Regions from separate parts of the Zea mays genome. Here regions 1 and 2 are each linked to region 3. Evidence: chromatin contacts called from public Hi-C data. All regions are on one chromosome and are shown on one strand. The core of a region is the stretch at or near the end of the contact, and the rest is flanking DNA. Distances in the headings are between cores, read along the strand shown.

The links. A called contact is a pair of places that touch in the nucleus more often than the background predicts.
Region 1: a contact with region 3 is called in a Hi-C map of leaf, with 5 times the contacts expected there. The contact joins the promoter of LOC100216821 here to the promoter of LOC103647175 in region 3. A contact is called at or near these places in 3 of 25 Hi-C or Micro-C datasets (ear and leaf).
Region 2: a Hi-C map of leaf shows a contact between it and region 3, with 3 times the contacts expected there. The contact joins the promoter of LOC100193501 here to the promoter of LOC103647175 in region 3. A contact is called at or near these places in 2 of 25 Hi-C or Micro-C datasets (leaf and tassel).

What each region holds. Positions count from the first base shown.
Region 1 is chr2:159,160,389-159,165,013 of Zm-B73-REFERENCE-NAM-5.0, forward strand. LOC100216821 reads left to right here and starts at 2,568. Exons shown (of 11, transcript NM_001143217.1): 1 at 2,568-2,833; 2 at 2,942-2,970; 3 at 4,514-4,597. The coding sequence starts at 2,779.
Region 2 is chr2:157,733,337-157,737,993 of Zm-B73-REFERENCE-NAM-5.0, forward strand. LOC100193501 reads right to left here and starts at 1,613. Exons shown (of 29, transcript NM_001358758.1): 1 at 1,413-1,613; 2 at 1,117-1,321; 3 at 296-384; 4 at 1-187. The coding sequence starts at 1,457. LOC103649013 (ankyrin repeat-containing protein At5g02620-like) reads right to left here. Exons shown (of 1, transcript XM_035965376.1): 1 at 3,606-4,657. The coding sequence starts at 4,494. The coding sequence ends at 4,150.
Region 3 is chr2:158,503,640-158,508,208 of Zm-B73-REFERENCE-NAM-5.0, forward strand. LOC103647175 (SNF1-related protein kinase catalytic subunit alpha KIN10-like) reads left to right here and starts at 2,513. Exons shown (of 11, transcript NM_001301590.2): 1 at 2,513-2,805; 2 at 3,266-3,447; 3 at 4,097-4,281; 4 at 4,428-4,569. The coding sequence starts at 3,273.

The DNA.
Region 1 (4,625 bases), core at 1,318-3,817, 660 kb after region 3:
TCTTCGTCTTGGGGCTGACCACCCAGCAAGTTTTGTTGAATGATCTCGCATTGCACAGTCCAAGAATCTCCGAGGAAACCATCTGCTTCAGAAAATACAATGAACTGAGGGACTTCCTCAAGAGATGTGACCCGAACCCTAAGCATAGTCCTAGTCACATTGTGCCTGTCCTCCTCCCACAAGATTAATCTGCCAAAAGAGCCAATGGCAGCCTGCAAGTACTCGGAGGAGTGATAGTCTAGGGGAAATCTCAACAGCATTAGCCAGCACTCACGGTTAAAAAAAAGTGCCCTATGGTTCCAGGCATCATTATGTCTTTGAGAAGTGAAGGTGGCATCAAGATATTGCTGAGGCCCAAGAAAAACAAGGTTGTCTCTATCTAGCACGCTGTTAAACTGCACCAAAACCTGACCTAGGTGCGAACACTGAATATCCTGCACCCCGAGCCTCCGATGCTCAACAAGATATTCTCTGACCACATCTCTAACCGCAGGGAAAAGCACTTTATGCTCCGACAAAGGTTGAATATTAACGATAGCCCAATCTTCGTGCATTGGAGGGAGTCTCCTAATCACTGACCTGACCATGATCTCCCGATGCTGCACTGCCATTGCGCTGAAGCCCGGAGGAAGAAAAGGCTCTGGATCAACACGCCGATACGCCATAGGAGATGGGAGAGAAGATCGCTAGCAAACGAGCGAAGTAGTAGCAGTTTGGGGTTTTGATGAAGTAACACACAATGAAAGCGCCAGGGACTGGAGAGGTGTCATTTCAGATTTTTTTAATAAGACTACCCAGGCGAACTCTTCGAAGCAACCATACTTAGGAGGTCCACCGATCAGAGGCTCCGCGGGAGAACGAAACCAAGAGTTGTGGTCAAGGAATTTTAATTTTCCCACCGAATTGGTTCGGCTCTCAAAGGAAGGGAACGAAATTAAAGGAAATCCAAAATTTGTTTTCTTTAAGTGACAAAATAATTCCAAATGCCCTTTCGCTTTACAAAAATGGCAGAGAAAAGCAGATGGGCCAACGCCCGGTGACCTAAGACGACAAGCACCCGACGGTCCAAACGAAGGCCCGACGGGCCCCCTTTTCCGAATGGGACGACATTGAAGGTTGCGGGGCCGAGTTAAATCAGAATTTGAATTTTGTAAATTTGAACGCCCACGAAGCCCGCTGCCATGAACACCTCCATTAAGACCAGAGTAAATCACCGAGGAAGACGCCCCCCGGCGAGGAACATTCATGGGAATTGGCTTGATCTTCGCAATCGACGGAATCCGAAGTCCCCGAGGTCCTAACCTCCGCGGAGAAGACGAATACCACGAGCCCTGAAATTCTGAATTACTAAGAGAAGATCCTAGGCGTCTGAACGCAGAAATTCTAGCCTGATCCGGATGCCCAACACCGCAAGAGATCTCCTTTTTGTTGAGAATCGGGACCGCATTAGCACCAGAGAGAGGGAGCTTAACAATATCTGCGTAATATATACTCTTCTTGCCCCGAATAGTCAACCAGGAAGCATTCTCTTCACCAATAAATTTCTTGTACTCATGAATCCAATTAGGGCCACCATGATTCCAAAGATTGAAAAAGGCTCTGAATTCCACACGATCAATACACTTTGAATTGTAGATATGAAAATCCACAGCCTTAGAGGAAAACGAAAAACAGAAAACCCGATCAGAAAGCTGATGAACCTCAAAGCCTGTCGTAAATCCTCCCAGGGCAGCTTGGAGAAGGTAGCCAACAAAATCTGAGTTCAGCTTGAAAATGCATCTACCAAATGAAATCACCAACCAGAAAGTCGAGGGAAGGCTCGGACGAGCTGGATAAACCGAAGAGGCCAGACAGAGCCTGAGAGAATCCTCGAAGACGATCCCCGGCCGAAAATCCAATTTTGCTAGGTCCATTTAGGTGGAATTGAGAAGACCAGAGGGCAGGGAAGCAGGAGGAAGGAGATCACCTGAACCTAGAAACCGCCGAGGGGAAAAGGGGAGGAAGTCACCGCCACCACCACCAAACAGCTCCACCGACGACAAGCCACAACCAGATCACTGGTCGGGATCCGCCGTCGCGACGCCTCCACGAGGCAACGACACCTCAACGCTCATGGTTCCGTCCAACCTGTTGTGCTAATTTAGTTGTGCACATATGTAAAACGAGCTTGGGTCGACACGGTCCTGTTTCTAGGTCAGGCTAGCTATACAAACCCGACACGTTTAGGCTCACACCGTGCTAGTGATCTAAAGTCCCCGAGTCATTAAGGCCTGATCCGATTTGATAGACATGTCTATCGGCCTATGTCCTAAACGGGCCAAGTTTCACCAGCCTGAACCGGACGGCTCGTTTGGTCATATCTAGTGACCGGTTGATCTCTCGAGTTGGAGTAGAACTCCGCGCTGCTATAAATGTCAACGTAAATAAATAAACAACATAAATACCTGGTGGAATAACCTCTCTCAAAATAAAACCCGATAGAGATACAGAAGAAAAGAGAGAAAAAAACTAAGCTCGCCTGATCCTTTTTAAGAGACGGGACCCCTCACCACTCTGTAGGTCCCGAAGGCCCGAACCTTAGGATCGCCGGCGAACCACCGGAGCTGAGCCCCACAAACATCACTGTACCACACGGTTTGGTGGTGTGGCGACTGGCGACGAAGCGCACAAGAACAAAACAAGAGGGCGAGAAACATAGGGAGAAAGGAGGAGAGGAACGGAGAGCTGGAAAAGGCAGGAAAGACCCGGCTTTTGACCCCAAGTACCCTGTTGAGGGCAATGGCGGCCACCTCCGAGGAGGCAATCAAGCAGTTCTCGGCGCTCATGGAGCAGCGTGAGTCTTCTTCTCTTGTGCTCCTCCTCTTCTTTGCAAAGAACCAGGAAAAGATTCGCCTTTTTTCTTCTTCTTGGCCACTGAACTGCAGCAATTTCTTTCTTGCAGTAGAGGAGCCGCTAAAGAGCACATTCCAGGTGTCGATCTGCTCCGCTCGCTGTTCGGCTGTTCCTGTTGGATATCTGCCGTTTTGTGATTGATTTGGTTCTGGTTGTTTTCTGAACGAATACCCCGGCAGATTTTGCGCATGTTTTTCAAAGTCGAGTTTTGCTTTAGTTCTCGCATTTTTTGTGGACTTGGGGTGCTGCTGAGCGCTTCAACATAAAAAAATCTGAAGAACTGCGAGTTAGTCTGTTGCCCTGTTAGCTGCGTAGGGCTTAGATCTTTGGTTTTCATTATGTCCAGAGCTCAATTTCGCTGACCTTTTACTGCCGATCTCGTTGGAATTTCCATCGAATTGAAAATTGAGCATGCTTTAATTTCTTTCGTTTCCTGCCCCCGCTACTTATTTCTGTTATTTGGTCTGGCGTACATCAAATTTGGATCTTAGACTTCTTGTTTTGATTCTTTTCATGAGAGAAGCTCATTTTACGGCTTGTGCTCGAGTATACTTTTTGTCTGTGCTCATTATTTCGAATTTTCGGCAGAGGTAGAATTTTGGCCTTTTCCCTCGACTTTCTTGTGTTGTGGATTGAAGTGATTTTGAGCTCTCAACTTGGTTCTGTAAAGAACGTCTTTTTGTTGCCGTAAAGCTTAATAAACTTGTTCTGTGTCTGAGTGTTTTTGGAATAATCAATTTGGTGCTTTTAGAAACACCTTTATGATTTCGAAAATGAACTTTTCCTTTTTTGTTTGGGTTGCATACTGAGATATTTGTTTCGATATGTCACGAGGTATATAGATGAAAGTAGTACTCTGGTTGGGTCCTCACTGCAACTGCAATTTTGGTACAAGTTGTGGTGTCGATGTCATGTGCTGTTCCCAGTTCACCATTTGGAGCCCAAATACTCCTCCTCATGTTTGACTCGCAACTAATTCTGGTCTTGGCTGCCGGCTAGGAGGCCGTCTAGACTTCCTACTTTCTAAGCATGTGTTGGAATACTAGAAATATTTTAGGGTCAGACACTCCCAAGACAAGAGATTATATAAAGTATTGGTTTGGTGTGTTGCATGCTGCATTAGTCTTTTAACCCATGAGAGGACTCTGTCCAAGCCTGTAGTTGGACGTGTGCTGATGGTGGACCTGGATGTTGACGTGTTCCTGACATCTGTGGCCTGGACTGTTCCTGGTGGAGATGTTTCAATTGTAGATTCGGATTTTTATTTGGTCCTTAAGTCCTTGTCATGACTCATGATAAGTGTGACAAGGCCCATGGTTGGTCTCAGAACCGAGGACGTGTGCGGTTGTGCAACCACTCTGGAATCACAATATGCCCCACTAAGAAACAATGTTTTTTTTTCTTTCTTTTTTACGTCAGCATGCTGGCATCAGAAGGCTGGTGCTAGATGCATTCTGTTAGCTTATGTGTTTTGGACATGTCTATTGCAATTTGTTGTTTGGTTCTATCGACCTTGTTCTTTCATCAGTGGACATCATTTTTTTTTCTGTAGACACTTGATATAATATTTTAAAATACGAATAATATCACCAAAAAGTGATTGGTTGAAATATGTTTGCAGAATGTGCATCAAGGAAATCTGAGAGGGACTTTGATGCGTTTTCTGAAGGCTAGAGAATGGAGTGTGCCTAAAGCTTATAAAATGGCAAGTCACCTGACCCTCCTTTTGCATC
Region 2 (4,657 bases), core at 363-2,862, 770 kb before region 3:
TTCCAATAAGTACAAGCCACTTCTCCGCTGGGTCACATCGATAGTTGATGATCTGATTGTTTGCCAGATTAGCCGTCCTATCAAACATCTTGGTGGGCTCAGAATCACCTTCAATCGACCAGTGGTAAACTGATGTTTGTGTCACCAAACCCAACAGTTTGGGAGTGATCCATTTCCAGAATACGACCTGCAGTTGAAAAGTAAATATATGGAACATGTTACTTCAAGTACATCTCATTGACAGCTAGAAAAAAGAAGCCATATGCAAAATGTCATATTGGAAAGTGTTTTGTACCTGCTCCGGCATCTGGTGAGACTTGATCTTAGTCTTAGCCTCAATGTTAAATATTTGAAGGTGATCCTGTGTTGTTCCAGGTATTTGGGCTGCAAAAAATCAGCAGATGTTTACCATTGTTGCAATTATTCTCAAACTATATGTTAAGCAGTATATATAGCTACTCAATGTCTTAACCAGTCATTTGATTTGGGAATTGTTAGCATCAATATCCTGACTATAGTAGAGTACCCCAGCCAACAGCAATGCTGAGTTGCTGACAAGTAAGAACTTCATCTAACAAAATATATACTCAAATATAAATTAAGCAAGCAATGCCCAGCAACAAGCAGGTAGGAAGCCGTCGATCGAATGTGAGCAGCAACAGTGAAGACTAAAACAGAGTAAAATTACAATCCTAATGGTTCCATTCTATGCTAAACCGAACTGGATCTGGCTCATCGCAGTGACAACGACTACACGGATTACAAATGTATGGCAGGCTAGAATTATAGCGTCCCATGTTGCCAGAGCCTCGTTCATTCTACACGGCTTGCACACAGGATCAGACAAACAGAGAGGTATACATAAAGCCCTGCAGGCAGCTAATGCACAGATCTCAAGCAAAGGCTTGATGTCAGTCGCTAGTGCAGAATTCGGCTGCCATGGTAGGGAAGCAGAAGCTTAGATCGCTGCGGAATTCCTAGAGAGGCAACTGACTATTTAACAAGGACTTTGGCTAGGATGGGCATGATAAGGATGAGATTCCGCGCAGTGGAGAGAACCGAAAGGGCTAGATCTATAGGAGGTGCGGGCGGTAGGTAGAGGCAGCAAATCCGAACCTTTCAGGGCGAGGATCCTGGTGTTGGGGTTCATGAGGGCGGAGTCGGCGGTGATGGGCCGTCGGAGCGGCTGCATGGGCATGGCCATGTCGATGATGACGACACTGTTTTGCGGGGAGGTCTCGCGGACGCAGATGTACTTCTCCGACTCCATGGTGACGTGGGTGAAGGTGACGAACTGCGGCGCGATGCCCAGGCTGGTGAGCTGCGCGGAGAACGAGCAAGGAATGATCAGTGGGTGAGTGGATGGAGATATGTACTGCATGAGAGGGGAGAGAGGGTAGCGGAGGTATTACCGTGAGCGCCTCGCGCATGGCGATGGGAGCGTTGGCCGCCGCCATGGCGACGAACGGCGGTGCCGAGATCTCTCTCCGCTAGTCTGGAGCGGGAGGGGGGGAGGGAGGCACTCCACTCGGGGTCGGGGGAGAGGAGAGATCTGATCTGAGCACGGGACGCGACGCGACGGAACCAAACAGCACAACAGAGCACGGTGCCGGGGAAGGAGAGGAGAGGAGAGGAGACGCTGGGGAATTTGTTTATGGGCGTCCACGATTCAATCTGGGAAAGATGGTGTCCATTGAGTTTATTTTGAACTACTAGTTAGATGCCCGTGCGTTGCAACGGTATACAAAATATTCAACAAATTGTTAGTGCACAAAAAATAACACCACATATTTCAGTTGCACCAAAAAATGATACATTCCCCGCTTGCAAGGTTAGGGCCGCATTTTCTTCCTACTTTGCACCTCAGCGAACAACAAAAACCAAAGAACCATACAGTCCATAGACGCACTTGCACACTTGAAGAAATAGTTAACCATGGCATGGAACTCATCAGTTATCCTCTTGTCAAACCTTTAGGAAATGCAAGCATGTTAGTCTAGGAAGAAATGTAGCTTACGCCAGGTAAACCTGCTGATTTTTTGGGAAATAGTTAACCATGGCATGGAACTCATCCCCACGAACAGAGAGCATTCCCCAACATCTCCCACCAGCAACCACAACATCTTCTTCCCCATCTCTATGTCTCTCACGCTCAACAAGCCACGCTAAGAACTGGTGGCACCGACCACCAGTCGGCCCTCCCTCTCTGGCAAAAATCACGGCGAGCAGCGGCCCAATCCTACCTTCTTCATTGATCGACAGTTGAAAAGGGAGAGGGAGAAGTGTGCATATCACAGGAAGATTACCACACGACGACTGGAGACCAGTGGGCACGTGACCGAGGCGCAGCTGGAGCCTGGAGGAGAGCTGAAGAAGCCGTGTCCAAGAGGACCGAAGAAAATGACGCCTGTTGAGTAGAAAGGGACGACGACGTCGATGTTGCAGACGACGACGTTGCGGTTGGCAGGCGACCGCCAGGAGCAGTAGGGACAGTGGTGTGGCGACCATAATATGGGGAAGATGACGGCGCAACGAAGTAGCCGAAGAGTTCCTTGGACATGAGCGGGTGCTGGTGGGAGCACGGTGGGCACGGTGGATATGAGCATCGTGGGCAAGATCCACAATTTTTCTATTGCAGTACCGTCGACTTCAAGGGTGTAGGAGTCGAATCGGAGACAGCGACGGCAGGAGCAGGCTCGTCATGACGGCGCTTGAAGAGCCCAACGTCGCGGTCAAGGCAGCAGAGGGCGAGGAGGCCATCCTCGCGGTGGCGGCGCGAGGGGCTGAAGTCGACACACTGCTTGTAGGCGCCGCGCCTCATCGGACTGCCTGCGTGGGACGTGCAGCATGCCGGAGATGCGAGGTGGAGCTACGACGGGTGGCGTGTGGCCGACGTCCAGCTTGACGAAGACGACGCGGTCGAGCTTTGGGCGCGCGGCGGCGCGAGGACGCGCATCACAGGGAGGTGGTGGCCCTGTAGGTCAAGGGCGAGGGCCTTGAAGATGAGCAGGGCGATGTTGCGAGGGTCGAGGGCGATAACGCGGTCGCGCCGGGATGGGCGGGTGTGGCGTTGCGACGCGAGAATCGCGCTGGGATGGGCGGGTGTGGCGGGTGACGCTTGACGCGGATGGGGGCGAGGGCGCGCTAGTTTAGGGACGGGCCGACGTGGTCGCGGGGGTGGGGGCATTGAGTGTGGACGCTGACACTACTGTCTTAATAGAATAGTATAGATGTATGTTTATGAACTGAGAGTATGTTTATAATTTTATACGAAGTTGTACTCTACCTCGTCATATAAATAGAGGTACACTGTAATATACAGGGACACTTTTCCTTCTAAAGGAAACCTGGTTGCTAGTCTCCAAAGTTGCGACTCTCTTACCTTAATCGAGAAAGAATAATAAAGGGATCATAACATTTAAGATTTTCCTTGAACATTTGTATATTATGTCTCAAAGGTTATTAATTAAGGTATCATTCCTCCTTCAATCTATCTTAAATAGATTGAAGAAATAAAGGTCTGTCATCTTTAAATGTGTTTCCCTATTTTAGTCTCATTTAAGAATCAAAGCAGGTCACCAACACACGCTAACAAACACATACTCTATATCGTTATTCGCAGATACACATTTCACTCCGGTGGTCGACAAGTTACACAAATTTAGTCTCGGAAATGGCCGATCAGTGACAGTTTTCATCTTGTCAACACATATATTCCCTGCGTCACAGACCACAAGCCCAAGTCCCAACTCCCAAGGGAAAAAACTGCCCACAAGAATTCAACAAATCACTCTCTCCGATGAGATCCTCGTGTACAAGATCATCATATCTACTGCACGACACAATGCATTTTGTACCGGACACTTTATTCTATTCTAAATTTCTAGCTGAATTATCTCCATCACCATTGATGGTTTCAGGCGCTAAGAACCACACAGTTGAGCAGACTCTCACTCCCCAGGAACAGGCACACCGGTCAAGTGACCTGAACTTGGTTCCGCAGGAAGGGCCTTCAGTCCTTTGGTTGAAGAAGACTGATGTGGTGCCGCAGCCTCTGCATCCCGAGCCGAATGCCATGGAGCAGCCTGTGGCGAAACAAAAGCACTGGTATGTACAAAAGAATCCGTCATGTTACACTTGCTATCCATCCTACAGCGCGTACATCTTCGTCTTGTACTCGCTGTTAAGTATCTCCTTGTCCGAGTCGACTGATCGGGACCACGAGCCGCGGGACTGGCTCGCGGAGGCCCTCCTGATCTTCCTGGTGTTCTTCTCCTCCAACCTGTGCGCGACGATGCAGTAGCACATGGAGCCGAGGGTGGTGAGCATGATCGCGGCGCCGATGCCCATGGTGCACCAGGCCAGCCACCAGTCGTCGTGCCCCACCACCACGTAGGTCAGCGCGATGAAGGCCACCGAGATGAAGAGGCACACCAGCCACATGAGCTTGTTCATCACGAACACCATCCGCTTCTTCGCCCTCCGCTCCACCATGATCAGCGAGGTCTGCACCACGACCACCGCGAGCGAGATGAAGAGGGCCAGCGCGTGGACATCCAGCGGCGGTAGTGTGCAATCAGGGTCAGGGCAAGTGCGTGGGCGACACGCTCCATGCCATCTAGGGGAGCTCTCGCGGCGGGGGCATCGCACGATGTGG
Region 3 (4,569 bases), core at 1,263-3,762:
CGAATGAAGGAAAAAACTGCCAGGTGTTCGCCCTCTCCCCCTTCGTGGAGTTATGGACTTTCCTATTTATAGGCCCAGGGAGAGCCACCTTGTCGACGGGAGCCGACTATATGGTGTGAAGGGGTGCCTTCATGTCCTGTAGACAGTATGGCTTGGCACTTTGTTGTTGACGTGTGCTTGCCTGTTTTTCGCTGAGAGCCGAGGGCTTAGTCACGTATCCGAGCCCTCCTGGAGTGGAGTTGCCCATATCGCAGTTGTTGACACAGTGTCCATGGGAAAAAAGGTTCTTACGGGATGCGTTGGCTCCACTATTTTTGATGACGTTGGGAAGTCCTCTGTCATAGATATCGAGGGAATAGCAAAGTTCGGGTGAGGCGGAGGTTCGTCCGAGGTTGCAACTGAGCCTTGTCTTGAGACTTGATGACGTGTGCCACAATCGACAGAGTGGTTTTCCATGAGATTCGCGGGGGAGCAGGTAGCCGAGGCCTGGTTCGGGCGAGGCGGAGCTTGCGCCCGAGGTTGAGTTTAGCGTCGAGCGAGGCGGAACTTGCACCCGATGTCTCGTCAGGAATTGTCAGACGGCGTGCACGTGTAATGATGTAGGTGAATCTTTGACAAGAATGTGGTTTTGTTGAAAGATTCACCTGCAGCCGACGTGACGTAGGTGCACACATTGAATGCGGTTGTCTCCCAACGGCCCTCGGGCAAGCTTTGTCTTTACCGCCTGAGGTAGGCTCGGACGAGACGGACATAGCCGTCCTGGGGTGAGGGAGCCTCAGCCGGGACGGAGATTCTCCTGAGCTTTCGTCCTGCCCAAGACAGGTCTCAGGCGAGGCGGAGTTTTAGGAAGGCCCCTGAGGGAGACCTTGGGCGAGGCAGAGTTTCGGTAAGACCCCCTGAGGGGGACCTCGGGCGAGGTGGAGTTTCGGTTCCTTGCGCTCGGAGGATGTATCTTGACGGAGTTCTTAGGATTTTAAGCGTGTTTTAGGTGCGTAATCTAGGTACCCCTATTTATCATACCCGACAACTATGTATCATTATATTAAAAAGAATATAAAAAGAAGTCTAAGTCTAGACAACTCTTAGTCCGTAGCTTACCTTATCTTCTATCATATTTTCTATTTTAAACTTCATATCTTATCTTCTATCATATTTTCTATTTTAAACTTAACTATGTGAAGAGTTCATATTTGCTATTTTAAACTTCCTATCTTATCTTATATCATATTTTATATTTTAAACTTAACTATGTAAATAGTGGGAAACTGTGTTTGAGCAATCATATATACGATGTACTAGAGATAGCCTATACCCGTCCCTAATAGAGGAATTCTCCGCGGGGAATCGGTGATCAGGTCTCCATTGTTATCTCTAATCTCTATATAACCGAACAAGGCCTTAAGGAGTGTTTGGTTTCGCTCAATTTAAATTTAGTTTGAATGACAGTTATGAGTAATAAATATAGTCTAATTATAAAACAAATAACATAGATGAAGACTAAGCATGCAAAACGAATTTAGTAAACTTAACTAAGCTTGCATTACGTGACACGAATTAAACTTTAGTCAGAAAACCAAACATCCTCTTAGTGTCGTGTAGAGCCACCAACCCATATTAAAGACATCGAAATTAAAGACATCAATTTACAACAGACCATACAACCAAAACTAAAATTAAATACTTCAATCTTATTGTATAGTAAACCTGTGGTGATCAATTTCAAATGATACTGAATCGGTACTGATGTTTTGTCTTCTAATTTAAACTCCGTTAAAATGACGTTGGGTTCTGTTCCGTTGTATATCCGGACGCCTATAACGAATATTTTAAGCCTTCGAAAGTGGTTGCTGCTATCTAACTCAAGTTTAGTTCGTGTCAAATTAAACATTTGAATATCAATTTTGAGTATTAAATATAGACTTTATTAGATTTAATAAATTTGTCTAATATTTCAGTCTTTATTTTTATAATTATTTTTACAATTAGATTATATTTAATGTCAGTAGCAAAGGGTTCTACGTAGTTGAACACGAAGGAAAGCAACAAGTAGGTGGGAAAACGAACGAGGAGCTGCAACAGAAAGCTGGCTTGGGCCGTCGTGTATTTAGGCCCAGTAAGACATATGATCCATGTAAAGCCTGCGTAAGAGAGAAGAGAGGGTTTAACTACGTAGATGACGGCTAACGCTGATGACGGCAAGGTAAAGACACATGTTATTCGGTTATTCTTCGTATCTTTTTCTTCTTCCCCACGCTATCTTCCTCCTCTGAGCATAATAGCAGTAGTAGACGGCTAACGTTTAATATCCCATGATTATCATGCAAATATTTGATGTGTAGAGACTGAATTTTAGTCGGCGATATTGTGCTCGTATTTGTAGCTAAAATCAACGACCGCGACGAAACTGGCCAAATCGCAACAGGAACGCGCCGCCACAGTAACGGTAGCGCGCGAGAAACCCGTGCCGTCGCATCGACCCCGCAAAACGACATATCGATCGACTCCTCCCGTTGCGGCCGACCCCGCGGCCCCACCGCACCAGCGAGCCGCCCGCACGGGGAAGCACACGCATCTCCGCGCGCCACGGACGCCCGAGGCCTCCCGTCGCGGTGGTCGCTTTCGGCCCTGGACCCCGCTGCCGGAATCGAATCTCCTCCCCTCCTTTCTCCTCCGACCTCCCCCTTCCCCCCCTCCGCGGCTCCGCCCCGACCCGTGACGCCTCGCTTCGCACCCCTCTCGCATCTCCGCCGCATCTCCGCCGCGATCCTCCCGACTAGCCGCGACTGCCTCCCCTCCAGCGGCCAGGTAGGGGCTCCACCTCATCGTCGCCCTCCCATTTATCCACCTCCTACTCCTCCCCGATCTGGAGATTCGGCGATGCGCTTGGATTTCGGGCCATTGGTGCTACCTGTTTCGATCTGGAAGCGTGCGAGATGCGGTGTGTAGCTACCACACAGATCCGTGAGCTCTCGAGCGTTTGATTGCGTCCTGGTTGTTCAGGGGTTATCCTATTTCTAGACGTCAATCGGGTGGGGGGCGTGGGAAAGTGGAGTTAATTTCGGTGGAGATGTTCGTTTTTACTTAGAATTAGAATTCCCTATTACCAATTGGAAGTGCGGACACAATCTCAGATGGACGAACCAGCTGGATCTGGCCTGCTCAAATGGAACCGCGAGCTTTCATTGCGCCTGGTGTGATATGCATGTGAATTTCAGTGGTTTCCTTCGCGTTTCCTTAATCATATCTCGGTTTGTTTGGAACTTAGGCAGAGGATGGAGGGGGCAGGCAAGGATGGCAACCCGTTGAGGAATTATCGGATTGGCAAGACTCTCGGAATTGGCTCATTCGGGAAGGTGAAAATTGCGGAGCATATCAGCACTGGACACAAGGTGGCAATCAAGATTCTCAACCGCCGTAAAATCAGAGGCATGGAGATGGAAGAGAAAGGTTGGTGTCTCATCTAATGGATACTCGTGTTGCCCTGCTAAGCTTACTGATTGAATATAGAGTTTTGTATTGAATATACACAAACATTTTCCATGGTGATTTCACTTTTATCCATAGAGTAATTAATTTTTGAGGAATATGCTATTATCTGCTATAGTGGTATGTGTTAAGCTTCTATACCGCTGTTATAGTGATTGAATTTCTCTCGTGGCATACTTAGGGTTAGGGGTGGTAATGGACCACGATCCAAATGTTTCTTCACAATTCATTTGAGCCCTTAATTAATTTTAGATTAGATAAAAAATGAATAGAGATAAGAGTCCAATCCTAATCCGATCTTATCCTTAAATTTTATAGTGTAAAATTTAGAGCCCATGACCACCCTAGCCATATTATATGGCATGACACTTTATGTGCACAATTGCAACAGATACAAGCAAGTGGGCCACTGTTTTCTTGCTGTTCATCTGGAAGGACAAGATTGCACATTTCTTTGTAATGTTAGTTGGGACCAGTAATTAGAAACCTTTAGCTACTCACCCATTGCAATGATTTTCACTTGTCTTCTATATTTGCTATTACCATCTAGTTGCTTGGTGATTGTTTGAACATGTTGTCTGATCTTCTGCTTTTTTAAATCATTTTGCAGTTAAAAGAGAGATTAAGATATTGAGGTTATTTATGCATCCACATATTATCCGCCTCTATGAGGTTATAGACACACCGGCTGATATTTATGTTGTTATGGAGTATGTTAAGTGTGGGGAATTATTTGATTACATTGTTGAGAAAGGTAGGCTGCAGGAGGAAGAGGCTCGCCGTTTCTTCCAACAGGTGATACCATTTCTTTCTGTTTGTTTGTGCTACAATTATGATAAACTTAGGTTTACAAGAAGACAGCAAATCAAAACATCTGTGATATTCTTCTCAAGTGTGCTTGTATGTGATAGTATTCTCTTTCTTGCCCCCTCTTGATACAGATTATATCCGGTGTTGAATATTGCCATAGAAACATGGTGGTGCATCGTGATCTAAAGCCAGAAAACCTCCTATTGGATTCAAAATGCAATGTTAAGATTGCAGATTTTGGCTTAAGTAATGTTATGCGGGATGGTCATTTTC